Linked DNA regions of Mus musculus: region 2 is linked to region 1. Evidence: chromatin contacts called from public Hi-C data. All regions are on one chromosome and are shown on one strand. The core of a region is the stretch at or near the end of the contact, and the rest is flanking DNA. Distances in the headings are between cores, read along the strand shown. Region 1 holds the start of Arpc2 (actin related protein 2/3 complex, subunit 2). Region 2 holds the start of Catip (ciliogenesis associated TTC17 interacting protein).

Region 1 (7,104 bases), core at 1,503-4,002:
CCTCATCTTAAAGGGCGGACCTGGAAACACTTTTTTTTTTTCAGAGGTAGGCTTTTCTTTTAATTTCTTTTCTTTTGAAATAAAGTCTCACTAAATATCCCTGGCTGGACTAGAACCTGTGTTGACCCTTCTGCCTGTTTCCCTAGTGCTAGGATTATAGGAGGGTGCCATTACACCCCACAGAAACAGCCAATTTCAGAAAATCCCCGCCCTCCATAGTCTCTTCTCAAAGACATCAAAGTATTTTTAACACAATGTTTTGAGTGCATTTGTTAAGTCATACATTCTAAGGATGAGCTAGAATAAGACAAAACCTCCTACCTCCTCAGACATTTTACCTGGCTGCAGTGAGCACCCTTACCACCTCCCCCCAAAGAAATTCTAACTTATGCCCTCCAAATTTAAAACCCTATTTTAATCTTTCTGAAAGAGTAAGCTTTTTACTTGCAACAGGGTAGACCAGGCTGGCCTTGCTCTCCTGGTCCTCCTGCTTCCACTTCCCAAGCACTGGGATTACAAGCACATCACACCCAGTCTGGCCTGCCTTTTTCTTTTTTCTTTGATACAAAGTCTCACTAGGGCCTAGAACTTTTGTTCCTCCTGTCTCCTATGAGCTCCTGAAAGCTGGAGTTACAGTTGAATGTGCTTGGACTACAGGCATAGACCACCAACCACAGAACTTTAAGGAGAGTTTTCTAAAAGAAAAAGGGCTACAGAAAGTTCTGAATAATGGGTCACATCTTAGAATCAAGTTATTAATAAGTAAGTGTGAAAGTCCTCCTCCATTTAAAGGCATGCCTCCACTTGAACACACACAGCCATTTATCTTGTAGATCAGCTTGTAACCACCCAGGACTCATTCTTTGCTAGTCAAGACTTGAGAATGTATGTATTAAGATCAGCAGTGAAAATGCAGAAGTTATTTTAACTTCCTCCTTTGTGCTACACTAATTAAAAAAAAAAAAAAGCACGCACCCCCCTCACCCACAGTAAGTGCCCTGTGTTGACTAACTCCAAAACTCAAAATGCAAAGAAGCTGCAGACAAGAAACAAGTGAGGTGCACAAATGCTCAACTGCAGTCCAGGGCAGGAAACAGCATGACACTGAATGCACCAATTCAAGGAATGTCCCATTTTGTTTTGCAGGTAAAATCTGTAACCTTACAAAAGAGACGGAGCAGACAATGTATTCCGAGTAAGTAGTGGGTTCATGCTTTCGATGTCTGTGAACCACAAGTTCATTACAAATGCTTAGAATTAAAGGGGGAGAATGAATGAATTCCCCCTCTCCCAGTCCTCTTCCCTCTGTGGATCGGCAAGCACTTTCCTATTTCTAGTTCCTAGTTCACAGAAAACAGCCTGCACTTATTTCCTAACTGTGAAACCAAAATGTGAAGCCCCACCTTTACCAATGAGGAAATGAGGCAAAGGAATGGCCACAGGCCACCATAAATTAGAACCTAAAACCCAATTCCTCTGCTCAGGTTTTAAATATATTAGAGAGGCAACGCGGCTTTAAGGGAGGAGTTTGCTTTTTTGTGTATGACAGAGAGGGCTGGAAATACGTCCCATATATTAAGATGCTGATGTTATAAATGGTTATCTTAAGAACTTTATAGATTCTGGGAGCAGAAGCAGCTATTAACCCAGTCGGCATTACTACAGAAGAAATCAAAGACCGGGGTCTTTGATAAGAATTTAAGACACACAACCAATAAGTAAATAGAGCAAGCTTGTCTCGAGAGCTAAAGAGAGTGTGGATGGAGAACCGTTGGCTTTGCCTAAAGGATATATAACAAAATGGCTAGTTTCACAGTAGGTTAGAGATTTTTTTTACCCCCCTAGCAGCCTGGGTCTGCTTTCAGTCTTGCCTCCTGCTTTTCCTGGGGTCTCGAGAGATGGGGGTGGGGAAGCAGAATGCTGGTGGCGATCTGGGCCTACACGTTCTTCCCACCTCGCCCTGGGAATTCCTGAAAACTCCATTCAATCCAGCTTCCCCAAAAGGGTCTCTCTGGGTTCGGTACAATGACGGAAAAGACAGAGGGAAGTGCACCCCTCTCTTCCCCCCTGAGGACCGTAGGCTCTCGGGCGTGACTTCTGGCCTCGGCTGCCCTCACGTCCTACAGGTCTCCTGTTCTCTGGCACGCCTTGCCCCTGTCCTCTCGCTGCTTCCGCATCCCTATCTCAGCCTCTCCCCACGCATCTCAGGCCCTCGGCTCACCGCGCCCCGTGGCTTCCCACGTCCATCCTGCCAGGGAAACCCTGAAGCCGCGCCAGGTTCCCGATTTGTCCCCCTCTAGGGCTGGGGAGCTGGACGCCACCCGGGATTTAGCTGGGGTCAACTCGGCCTCCTCCCGGCGTGCGCTTACCCGGCGGCCGCGTTCTCGAACTTGAGCGCGAGCGTCTCCTCGATGATGCGGTTGTTCACCTCCAGCAGGATCATGGCGGCGGCTGCCCCGGGCAGGGGAAGGAGAAACAAGGGCGGTGAGGGTGGGCAATCGAGGGTAGGACGGAGGGAGCGGCCCCGCTGCCCCTGACGAGGGGGGCTGGGTGCGGTAGGTGAGGGGAGAAGGGGACGGGGAGCGGGGTGGGGAGAGGCGGACACACGCGCTGGCCCGGCACGCGCTGCCTGTAGCAGGCAGCCACCACCCGACCGACCTGGCCCCCGAAGCTTCAACCCGCCTGCCGAGCCGCCGCCGCCTCCGCCGCCGCCTTACTTGACGATCCCGGTCCCCGCCCAGCCCCCGGCTCCAGCCGGCCACTTCCGCTCTCACACCCACTTCCGCTCGCCGCCCGCACGCGCGGCCCCGCGGCGCCATTTCCGCTTCGACCTCGCGCGTGCACTCGCCCGCAAGCGCGTCCCGGTGAGGAGGCAGGCAGAGGGCATGCGTGCGCATGCGCCACACGCCGCCCCGCTCCTCCTGACCAGGAGAGTCCTACGCTCACCTGTCATTCCCCGTTGTCCGTACAATCCACCTGCCCCTTTCGCGAATATTCCAGAAGCCTGATTCCACCCTTCCGATATTATTTCAGAAGCCCCCTTAAGAAGCTTGTTTGGGGTGGGGGGGATCCCTTGCTTCCAACTTGTGGGTGCTTTTTGCTCATTCCGTGCTTAGGGCTACCCTGCAGCACCGTTGTGCCTATTCTTCGCCAGCGACTGTTTAGTGGCCATCTCTCCTTCCCAGGGATACAGTGATTAATGCAATAGATGAGGACTTGACCTTCTAAAGCTTATGGTCTGCTAAAAGAAACGCAATAAAAGCCCGGCGTGGTGGCGCACGCCTTTAATCCCAGCACTCAGGAGGCAGAGGCAAGCCTGGTCTACAAAGTGAGTTCCAGGACAGCCAGGGCTATACAGAGAAACCCTGTCTCGAAAAACCAAAACCAAAAAAAAAAAAAAAACAAAAACAAAAAACCAACAACAACAAAAACGCAATAAATTCCACGTTGTTATTGGGCAATAAAGGAAAGGAATCCAGATGGGCCTTAGGGATTCCTGTCATACCTTTATTTCTTTGCTTAAGTGCCGCCACCGCCACCTGTCCTTTCAGCTTGGGTACCATGTTTCCACTTTTTTCTCTTCCAGGAACAATTTTAATTAAGCCTCTTCTCCATGCAATAAAAAAAAAAATTTTGTTTGATATTGATCAGAGGACACCTTTTGGTAGTCAGTTCCCTTCTCTCTCCAACACATGGATCCTGAGAATTGAACTCAGGTCATCGGGCTTAACAACAGGCACAACTTGCTGAGCCACGCCCTGGCCCTGTTTGTCCAGATTTTTGAAAGAGGGACTTGCTCTGTAGCTCTGGCTAGCCTTGAACATGTATTGGTGTCTCCAAGTTCTGGGATTCTCAGTTCACACCAATATGCCTTTCTTACTTCATTTCAGTTGTCTCTAAAAAAATCTTTTTTGCTGCTTGTGGTGAGGCATACTTTTAATCCTAGCACTCGGGAGGTGGAGACAGGCAGATTTCTGTGTGTTCCAGGCCAGTCTGTTCTACACAGCAAGTTCCAAGCAAGCCAGAACTGCATGGTGAGACCTTGTCTCTTGTCTCAAAGCAAATGAACAAATATGGAATTCTAAGATTTATTATTATAGGGAGAGTACATGTGCATCGTGGTTGTTGAGTGGAGGCTGGAGGACAGCTTTTGGACATTGGTTATCTTCTTCCACTGTGGAATCCTGGGATGAAAGTCAGGTCATCAGCCTTGCCTAGCAAGTACTTTACCTGCTGAGCCATCTCTCAAACCCCAAAGCACAAATGTGTATGCTAAGCAATAGAGTCCCACTAGCTTTGCTAAAGATGACACCTACGACGTGTCTAATCTTTGCCTGAGTTATTATTTTTTTTTCAAGAAGTTGACAACAGCATCGTCTTTCTCACACTGAGGCCATAGGCCCCTCAGGTTTAGGCAGGTTTCTGACAGCTGACCTGTCACCTACAGAGGGACAAGACTCCACCCTTAGAAGGTATTTGTGCTGCCCTTTTCTGAGCATGCACAATCTGAAGAGAAGTAAAGTTTGCTTTGGAAAGCACAGCCTACCGGTTCTTACTTGCTTTTTCTTGCTTGAGTCACCTTAGCCCAATCCTTAGACTACTTCCTTCCTTATTCCATAAATATCCCTGAGATCCCTCTTCTGGACTCCACACTGGGTTGCCCAAGGAACAGATTTTAGCAAATAAGGCCATTCAATGACTGATATACTGCGAAATGAGCAAATATGGACCCGATTTGGTCAGAACACCTACAAACATTGCCTGTATCACCTTACCCCAAACATCCCATTCCACAGCACAATTGTTTAGAAGGAATAAAAGTCTTTAAAGCAGGACATGGTGCCTATGCCTCAGTCTTCAGAAGCTGACCAGGAGGATCATGGTGAGTTTGAGTCTACCCTGGGCTAAGAAGTAAGCTCAGGACAGCTTGGGCTGCTGTGTGAGAAACCTGCCCCCAAATCAGTAACAACAAACAAACAAATATTTTAATTATACAATTTGAATATATGTATGTGTGTGTGTGTGTGTGTGTGTGTGTATTTGACATGTTTTCAGATATGTCTTTCAAAGTAACAGGAAGGATATGAAAAGTGTGATCATGTGCCATTGTGTGAATAAGTGTGATTCACAGGCCTGTGTGCATGTATGCACACCACATCCACATGTGCGCCTATTGGAAACACTGGAACTGAAGTTACAGATGACTGTGAGCCACCATATGGGTGCTCTGGTCTTCTGCAAGGGCAACACATGCCCTTAACTGAGCCTCAGTCTTCAGAGCCTTCTCTAGCCCCGAAATCCGATTTCCTGTGGGCAGCGGATAAACTTTACGATATTACAGACATTTTCTACCACAACATTCAAACATTTGAACATTAATGTTTTTTAACTAAAACAATATGCATACAGTTTTAAATGTGTATATAAAGGAAGGGCTATAACTCTGTTGGTAGCATACTTTCTTAACATTCACAACATCCTGGATTCATCCCCAGCACTGAGCCTGGTAGCAGTAACTATAATCTCAGCACTCAGGAGGTAGAAGGATGACAACAGAAGTTTTAGGTTCACTTTGACTATGCAGCAAGTTTAGACTATTCTGATCCTTAGTATGTATTTGTACTGGATATTGGAGTGTGAAAAGATTTGTCATTATCATTTTGATTTTTATTTATATGAGTACACTGCAGCTGTCTTCAGACATACACTAGAAGAGTGTATTGGATCCCATAACAGATGGTTGTGAGCCACCATGTGGTTGCTGGGATTTGAACATATGACCTCCGGAAGAGCAGTCAGTGCACTTAACCACTGAGCCATCTCACTAGCCCTCCTACAGGATTTTTAAGCCTAAAATCCACAAACATCTTTGTCAAGTTATTCCACCAATCAGGATTTAGGGATAAGGGATTTCCTTAGAAACAAGTCTTTGTTATAAACTTCTCCTGCTCTTATTGGTTGAGGTATTCAACTGTGGCAGGGGACTTGCTTTATCTAATACTCAGGTTCTAACTTGTTTCCAGGAAGGGACTTGTATAATATTCACAGGATGTCAGTTACCCACTTACATGTTTTTTTCTAGCTAAGTAGGATGTCAGTTCCCAGGGAGGTCTTGGAAGCGTCAAGTTTACTCTACCCCTACTCAAAATGGAAGTCTTATTCCAAATAGTTTCTTATATTGGTGCAGATGTCTGTCTCAGGCTGTGGTCCAAGCTTAGTGTGGGTAACTATACAAACCAGTTCTACTGACTTCTATCGTGCTTGGTTTCCAAGGGTACAGAACATAACAGAATATGGAATCAATTTGGGCATGAGAAAGTTCCCTAGTAACAGCAGAAACAGCATATGAGAGAGTTTACTTATAACAGTAGTAACAGCACAAAATGTCAGGCTAGTCAGGTAACAGCTACCTAGGCCTTAACATTCCATATAGGCCTTAATATTTTACCTAGGCCTTAACAGGTACCACACATATGTAGTACACATACACGAAGGCAAAACACTCATACACATAAATCTAAAAAAAAAATCCTTAAAGTTTTGTTTTAATATAATCCATGTGTGTGTGTGTGTGTGTGTGTGTGTGTGTGCGCGCATGGGGAGGTCAAAAGGTCTCCACCATTTTTGGAAGTCCGTTTTCTTCTTCCACGGTCTGTTCCTGGAGTCAAAGCCAGCTCATTAGGGGCTTACATGACAATCACTTCTACCCACTGAAGCATCACTCCCTGTCTGAGTAATCATTCTGTTGCTGTGAAGAGGCACCATGGCCATGCCGCTATCATAAAGGAAAGCATTTAATGGGGCTTGCTTACAGTTTCAGAGGTTTAGGCCATTGCCATCTGGCAGGGACCATGTCAGCATGCAGGCAGACATGGTGCTGGAGCATAGCTGAGAGCTCTGCATCCAGATTCTTAGGCAGCAGGGAGAGAGAGACGCTAGGTTTGGCTTGGGCTTTGGAAACCTCAAAGCCCACCTGGTCAACCTGGTCTACAGAGTGAGTTCCAGGACAGCCAGGGCTACACAGAGAAACCTGTCTCAAAAAATAAACAAATAAACAAACAAACAAACACCCCAGATAGTATGAAATTTAATTTTTCAATTTTT
Region 2 (7,104 bases), core at 2,151-4,650, 130 kb before region 1:
TAGATGTGATGTAGATGTAGATGTGATGTAGATGTAGATGTGATGTAAATGTAGATGTGATATAGATGTAGATGTGATATAGATGTAGATGTGATGTAGATGTAGATGTGATGTAGATGTAGATGTGATGTAGATGTAGATGTGATGGTAGATGTGATGTAGATGTAGATGTAGATGTAGATGTAGATGTGATGTAGATGTAGATGTGATGTAGATGTAGATGTATACCTCTTGGGACTTGGGTTACAGAAGGTTGTAAGCTGCCATGTGGGTGCTGTGAGCTGATCTTGTGTCTTCTGCAAAACCAGTAAGTGCTCGCAACCACTGAGACATCTCTCTGCCCTCACCTTGGTTTTGAGACAGGCTCTCTCTCTCACTGGGCCCTGAGGCAGCCTGATGCACTCAGGCTGTCTTTACTGCTGCAGTTCTGGGATTATATGTGTGCAGCATTTACATGGGCTTGGGGATCAAAGTCAGAGCCTCATCATGCCCCACTGAACGTCTCTCCAGCCTTAGAAGGCAGGTGTTTAGAAAGCAGGCTTCCATGAGTCTTTTCTGTGTAGTGACCTTTATGTACAGAAGGTTGCTTCCCACCTTTTCGTTCCCACTTATCCCGGGTGCTCTGTTCTCACTCTTCTTCCTACCACGTTTGTCTAACTGCTGTTGCTCCAGTGTACTTCATTTTGCCCTCAGGACCTAGACCCAACCCACCTTGCTTACCACCCTCCCACATCACATCTGTGTTTCCCACCTCAGTGGCCTTCATGACCCTTCTAGTTCTCCCCAGGTTGATTCCTTTGCCCAGAGACAGTACTCACGTAGGTGCAATGGCAGAGCTTGCCCTCCGAGTCTAAGGCTAGGAAGCGAGCCCCACTGGGCACCGACTGCTGCCAGGCCATCACTCTCAGCAGCACCACATTGGCTGCACTGGAGACAAAGCCCTTGAATGTTTTATAGGGGAAAACAGAGACTCCGGTCTTCGTTTCCTGTTTGGGGCAGATCTTGGAGCTCAGAAGAGGCAGGAGGTGTTGGAGCAGGGTGTTGGTTATGTAAGCACCTGACCTCGCACAGCTCGTCCCTGCTGTGGTTCTGAGGATGTGGGAGGGGTTCCCACTTGGCTTTCACTCTTACCTCACCCTCCTTGACACTTCTGGTCACAACAAACTGGCCATCCTGCTTCAGGACGCTCATCTTCCTCTCCATGGGAAGGACAGGGAACTGAAGAGCAGAGCACACAGGAGAGACAATCACGTGCTCGCCCTTGAGAGGCTACCTCCCATCCTATCTTCGACGCTGTTTGTCTGTGGTTTGTTTTTCTGAGAGAAAAAAAAATAGTTCAGAATGGCCTGGAACTCCCTATGTAGCTCAGGATAGCCTTGTACTTGCAACAATTCTCCTGCCTCAGCCTCCTAAGCACTGGGATTATAGGCAAATGCAGTCAATCTTAGTTTTTTATAAACAAAATAAGACAAAAGTCCCTGTCTTGATAAATAAAAAAGATAAAATAAGACAGGCAGGCAGGCGGGCAAGCAGACAAAAAGATGAACAAAAAGCCTCATAGCCTGGTGTGGTGGTCCTCATAGCCTGGTGTGGTGGTCCAGCACTTGGGAGGGGGGTCAGGGGTTCCAAATCACCCTCAGCTACACACCATGTCTGAGGCCAGTCTAGTTATGAGACTGCCTCAAAATAGGAAGGAAGGGGAGGAGAGGGAGGAAAGGAGATCTTCCATTTATGGTGGAAGTCAGAAATAGGCCCATAGTATGTAATAGGAAAGATGAACAGCTGTAAACCTCAGAACGGAACACAGGCTGGAAGCTGGGAACAGATTCTCTGAGAAGGCTGTTAGGCCCAAGTCATCTCCCATGTTTAGACAGGGCATGGCCCCACAGAGGAAGTTTCTGAAGGGACTGGGTGAAGAGGATAGAGCCAGATTTGGAGGCTAAATAGTGACAGGCTCTGGGAAAGGTCAGGTCACGTGGCTCTGGGAAGTGGACCAGGCTTTCAGGCCGGAGGAGGCCAGTGGGCTGGGCTCGGTTTGTGCATCCAGACAACATCAGCAGCAGTAATGGAGGTGACTGGTTATCAAACCAACCGTGTGTGGTGCAGGTTCGGGCTGGTGGGATATGGGAGTGTGATATTCTCCAGAGGTCCCTCCCACCCTCGTAAAGCCCATGTTCTGGCTTACCCTGGAGCAGGGGCAAGGCTGGGGGAGGCTGGGAGTAAATACCTTGATGAACTCCTGACTGTGCTGTTCCATCAGCTCCAGATTGTTGTTTAGGTAGCCTGGGGTACAGGGAGGCACTGATGTCATAGGATGGACGCTAGGGAACGGGCTGGCCCAGGCTGGGGCAACGTGGCCATGGGAAAATGACAGGGTGGTCAACACTGTTCTTGTCCTGGGTATGTGACTGGGAATGACCTCCCCTCCTCCTCCCTCTCCTCTCCCCCTTCCTCTTCTTCCCCTCCCCCAGGCTTTACCCTCTCCCAGGTAAGTCAAGGGGCAGGTCCCAATTAAGGACCTATGGATTGGAATGGGGGTGGGGCGTGGAGAGAAGATGTGAGGGACAGGCAGCAGTCAGGGCTGTACCTAGGAGGGAGCTCCCACACAGCGATTTGTCTAGGAAGCCGCGGCTAGAGGCGTGGACCAGTAGACAGTGGGTCAGGATCCCTATGTCGTCCTTGTACTTCCCCCTCTGCACCTCAATGGTCAGTTCTCCCTGAGGTTCCCCTGTGTCTGAGAGGATGGCCAGAGTCTCCGGGAAGAACAGGAGCATATCCTCCAGCCCTGGGTGGTGCAGAGAAGCTGTCTCTCCAGGCCCAGCCTCTAGACCCCACACCACCCACTCACCCCTTGTCACGTCTCCCATCTCCTAACCAGCCCCGTCACTCCTCCTTGTCATCACTCGGTGCCAGCTGGTAAAGCTCTCCCCGACAGGCTTGTCCCTCCATGTTCATTAGCAAACAGGTCTTTTCTGAATCTCAAGAGGATCGGGTGGAGAGAGAGACTTGTACCTCTCCTCCCCACGCCTGCCCCACCATCTGGCTCACAGAAGGAGTTGAGAAAGCTGATGGCTTCAGCATTGGCTTCTGGGAATGGCTGCTGCTGCTGCCGCTGCTGCTGCTGTTGCTGCAGCTGGCCTAAGTGATGCTGGTCCTTGGCTTTGGAAACTACAAGAGGAAGAAAAAGCTAATAAGTCAGACTCTAGAGAAAAGGGTAGAGTAGGTAGGGATACCTGGTTCTGATCCCCATCCCCAAAAGTTAAATTTGCGAAGACCACACTTTGGTGGGTTTGCAAGGGACAAATACCCCTTCTCCCTCCACCCACAGACCAGAAGTCCATTCCTCACCAGTGGGGGAAACTTTGGAAGACATTTTATTGAGGCTAGTCAGTCTGTGACTAGTAGTCTCCATGGCAACCAGAAAGCTAGGTACTGCCTCTTAAAGGGCAATCAACCCACTTTACTGAACCTAGATTTGTCAAGCTTTGGGGCTCAGCCCAAGCTTAAGAGGTTGTCCAGCAGAGGGAGCCTTTGACATTCTTAAGAGGCTGAGGGAAAGCAGGTCTTTACAACTTCCTTGGGAATTCATGGACGAAGGGGGCTAGAGAGGTGGCTCAGCGGTTGAAAGCAGTGGCTGCTTTTCCAGAGGGCCTGGGTTTGAATCCCAGCACTCACAAGATGGCTCACAACTGTCTCTAGTTCTGTAGGATCCAACACCCACTTCTGGACTCCATGGATACCAGAGACATACATGGCACACACACAAACATCCAACAAAACACCCAAATATATAAAATATAATAATAATAATAATAATAATAATAATAATAATAATAATAATAATAATAATAATAATACAAAGAAGTAGTAGACTAAACCAGAAGTAGTGACTTGTGCCCATAAACCGGGCACTCATGACTCCTGGGCCGGACCTAGGCTCACACACAGAATCCACTTCAAGGTTGGACAACTGTCTTTGTGTGCTACAGTCCCAATAAAAACAGTCTCCTATCTCCTGAGCCTCAGGTTCCCATTCATTGCCTTTACGATGGTGGGAAAGCCTTCGCACTCAGTAGAAACTGTTTCTAATTCCCAGGTTCACCAAGGCTGTTCATCTTCTTTTCTGCAAGCTGCAACTTTCAGAGGGGCCTCTGTGACTCACCTATGAGCTTGGATGCCTCCTCATCTTACTGGGACTGTCATCATTGAGGCATGTAGGCATAATGATGGTCACGCTGAGAGGGACAGCAAAGTCTTTTCTCTTTTGTCTTTTTTGTTTTCCTTTTTGGTTTTTCTTTTTTCTTTTTGATTTTTTCAAGACAGGGTTTCTCTGTGTAGCCCTGGCTGTCCTGGAACTCACTCTGTAGACCAGGCTGGCCTCGAACTCAGAAATCCTCCTGCCTCTGCCTCCCAAGTGCTGGGAACTTTCTTTGTTTTTAAAGATTTATTATTATATCTAAGTACACTGTAGCTGTCTTCAAATGCACCAGAAGAGGGCGTCAGATTTCATTATGGATGGTTGTGAGCCACCATGTGGTTGCTGGGATTTGAACTCAGGTCCTTCGGAAGAGCAGTCAGTGCTCTTAACCACTGAGCCATCTCTCCAGCCCCTTGTTTTGTTGTTTTGAGACAGGGTCTTATATATCCCAGGCTGACTTCAAACTTAATGAAGCAGAGAATGACCTTAAATTTCTGACCTTCCTGTCTCTTTCTCCTGAGTCCTACAATTACAGGCAGGCGTGTGCCACCATTCCCAGGTTATGAGGCACTGGGGGAATCGAGCCTAGGGCTTACTATGTGGCTCAGGCTGTCCTAGAGATAGTTATTCTGCCCCTGCCTTCCGAGTTTTGGGATCACAGGTGTGCACTACCATGCTTGGCTGATGTAGGCTATGACCTCATATGGAGGTAATATGTGGGTTTTATGGAGAAGAAAACTAAGGCAAAGAGAGGCTAACTGGCTTCACTCGTCACACAGCTAATCCTTCACAGCCAAGACTTGACCAGAGGCAGTCAGACTGAGTCTGCATTCAGGCAGCAGCTGGATAGGATGGTGCTGGGTTGTGATTCTAGCACTTGGGAGGGCTGGGCAGGAAAATCAGAAGCCCAGGTCATCCTCAGCTACGTATTGAGTTTGAGGCCAGTGGGTTGCAATGCGACTCTGTCTCAAAAACTGAAAATAAAACCAGGAAGTGGTGATGTACACCTTTAATCTCAACACTCAGAGGCAGAGGCAGGGGATCTCTTTGAGTTTGAAGCCAGTCTGATCTACAGAGTGAGTTGCAGCATAGCCAGGGCTACACAGAGAGACCCTGTCTTAGAAAGAATTAAGCAGCAAGGAAGTAATAGGTGGTAGAGGAATGGGTGGGAGAGGAGTGGGTGGTAGGCGATGCCGTGAATGGAAACTTCTGGTTAACAGCACCTGAAGTGATTAAATACAGACTTGGAGGAGTGGCTACAGGACTCATACATTTGATTTGTACTCATGCTGTGGACACTTGATCGCCATCTGGGCATGTTGGAGTTGATGTTATGTCTAATACACACAGTTCAATATGATAGCCAGGACCTCAGAAAATTTCTTGACATGAGCTAGCCTTAGACACTGAAGGGTTATTCCAACTCATACTCATCCCAGTTAGGATAAAGCTCCTCCATATTACATTTTAGAATCCATTACATTTGTTGCATTTATTTGTGGAGGGGGAGGGGTGCACCACACTGCACGTATCTGGAGCTCAAGGACTTCTGGGAGTTAGTTCTCTCTGTGTGAGTCCTGGGGTGTCAGGCTTGGTGGCAGGTGCCCCTATCAAATGAGCCATTTTGCTGGTCGTTTTGTTTTCTTCAGACAAGGTTTCTCTATGTGGTCCTGATAGACACTAGCCATTTATGTTTTTATTTTTATTTTTTCTTTGTTTTTTGAGACAGGGTTTCTCTCTATAGCCCTGGTTGTCCTGGAACTCACTCTGTAGACCAGGCTGGCCTTGAACTCAGAAATCTGCCTGCCTCTGCCTCCTGAGTGCTGGGATTAAAGGCATGCACCACCACTGCCCGGCTGACACTAGCCATTTTTAAAATTACATTTTTAGCTAGGCATGGTAGTATATATCTTTAGGCCCAGTATTCAAGAGGCCAACCTGGTCATCACAGGGACTTCCAGGACTAGCCAGGGCTATAGTTTGAGATTATTCCTAAAAAAAAAAAAAAAAAAAAAAAAAAAATTAATTAAAAAAAAAAATAAAAAGGCAAACCCTATTGCTTTCATAATATAAATGTATATAATGTTAGAAAAAAAATCTTCCTTCTTAGTCTATTGAGTGCTGGGATTATAGGCATGTACCAAGACACTTCTTTTTAAAGACAGGGCATCATGTGTCTCAGGTTGAACCAAAGTGCTTTCTGTAGTTGTGAATCCTGTGGAATACCTGATCCTCCTGACTCTGTGTCCTGAATACCGGGACTAGAGGTGTAGACCACCATGCTTGGCTCACGAGACATTGGGGATTCATGAATGTAAGGCTTCCCTTCCAGCCCCTAAATTGATTTGGTTATCAGAATAAAGTTAAAGGGACAAGGAGCTGCTATGGATATGGCGCAGGGGTACAGCCTGGTCTACAAGCCACAGCCTCTAGGATGATCCCCGCCATGTCTAAGAAACAAAGAAATAAAGACCCGCCAGGGCATGGTTGGACATGCCTGTAATCCCAGTGTTTGAAAAACATTTTAAGATTTATTTATTTTATTGTTATTTTGCATATGGGTGTTTTGCTTGCATGTAGATCTGTACACGCTTTGTGCCTGTGGAAGCCAGACGAGGGCACTGGATCTTCTGGGTGTGGTTGCTGGATGTGGGTGTTGGAAACTGAACTGAGTCCCCTGCAAGAGCAGCAAGTGCTTTCAACATTGAGCCTCCTCTCTAGCTTGTTTGGTTTGGATGTTTGTTTGTTTGCTACTTTTCGGTTTGCATTCATTATTATTGTGAGGCACTCCCAGCCAGTGAATATATACCGGAGCACGATGACAAGCTGGATACAAGTTGAGGGCCTTGAATGGGACAAACAGGCTCTGGCGGATGGGGTAGGCACCTACTGAGCAATATCCAGTG

Evidence for each region. A called contact is a pair of places that touch in the nucleus more often than the background predicts.
Region 2: a Hi-C map of muscle stem cells shows a contact between it and region 1, with 2.5 times the contacts expected there. The contact joins the promoter of Catip here to the promoter of Arpc2 in region 1. A contact is called at or near these places in 15 of 39 promoter capture datasets (the 3T3-L1 cell line, the C10 cell line, the HPC-7 cell line and 10 more), 6 of 484 Hi-C or Micro-C datasets (CD4 T cells, the N1E-115 cell line, bone marrow-derived macrophages and 3 more), 20 of 115 datasets of contacts at active chromatin or transcription factors (the 230-238 cell line, DN3 thymocytes, the HPC-7 cell line and 10 more) and 3 of 9 other capture datasets (adipose tissue, liver and pancreatic islet).

What each region holds. Positions count from the first base shown.
Region 1 is chr1:74,232,165-74,239,268 of GRCm38.p6, reverse strand. It overlaps Arpc2 (actin related protein 2/3 complex, subunit 2), which reads right to left and starts at 2,752. Exons shown (of 10, transcript NM_029711.2): 1 at 2,370-2,752. The coding sequence starts at 2,443.
Region 2 is chr1:74,358,431-74,365,534 of GRCm38.p6, reverse strand. Catip (ciliogenesis associated TTC17 interacting protein) reads right to left here and starts at 3,400. Exons shown (of 10, transcript NM_001379457.1): 1 at 3,349-3,400; 2 at 3,013-3,168; 3 at 2,588-2,785; 4 at 2,228-2,283; 5 at 1,132-1,218; 6 at 819-986. The coding sequence starts at 3,373.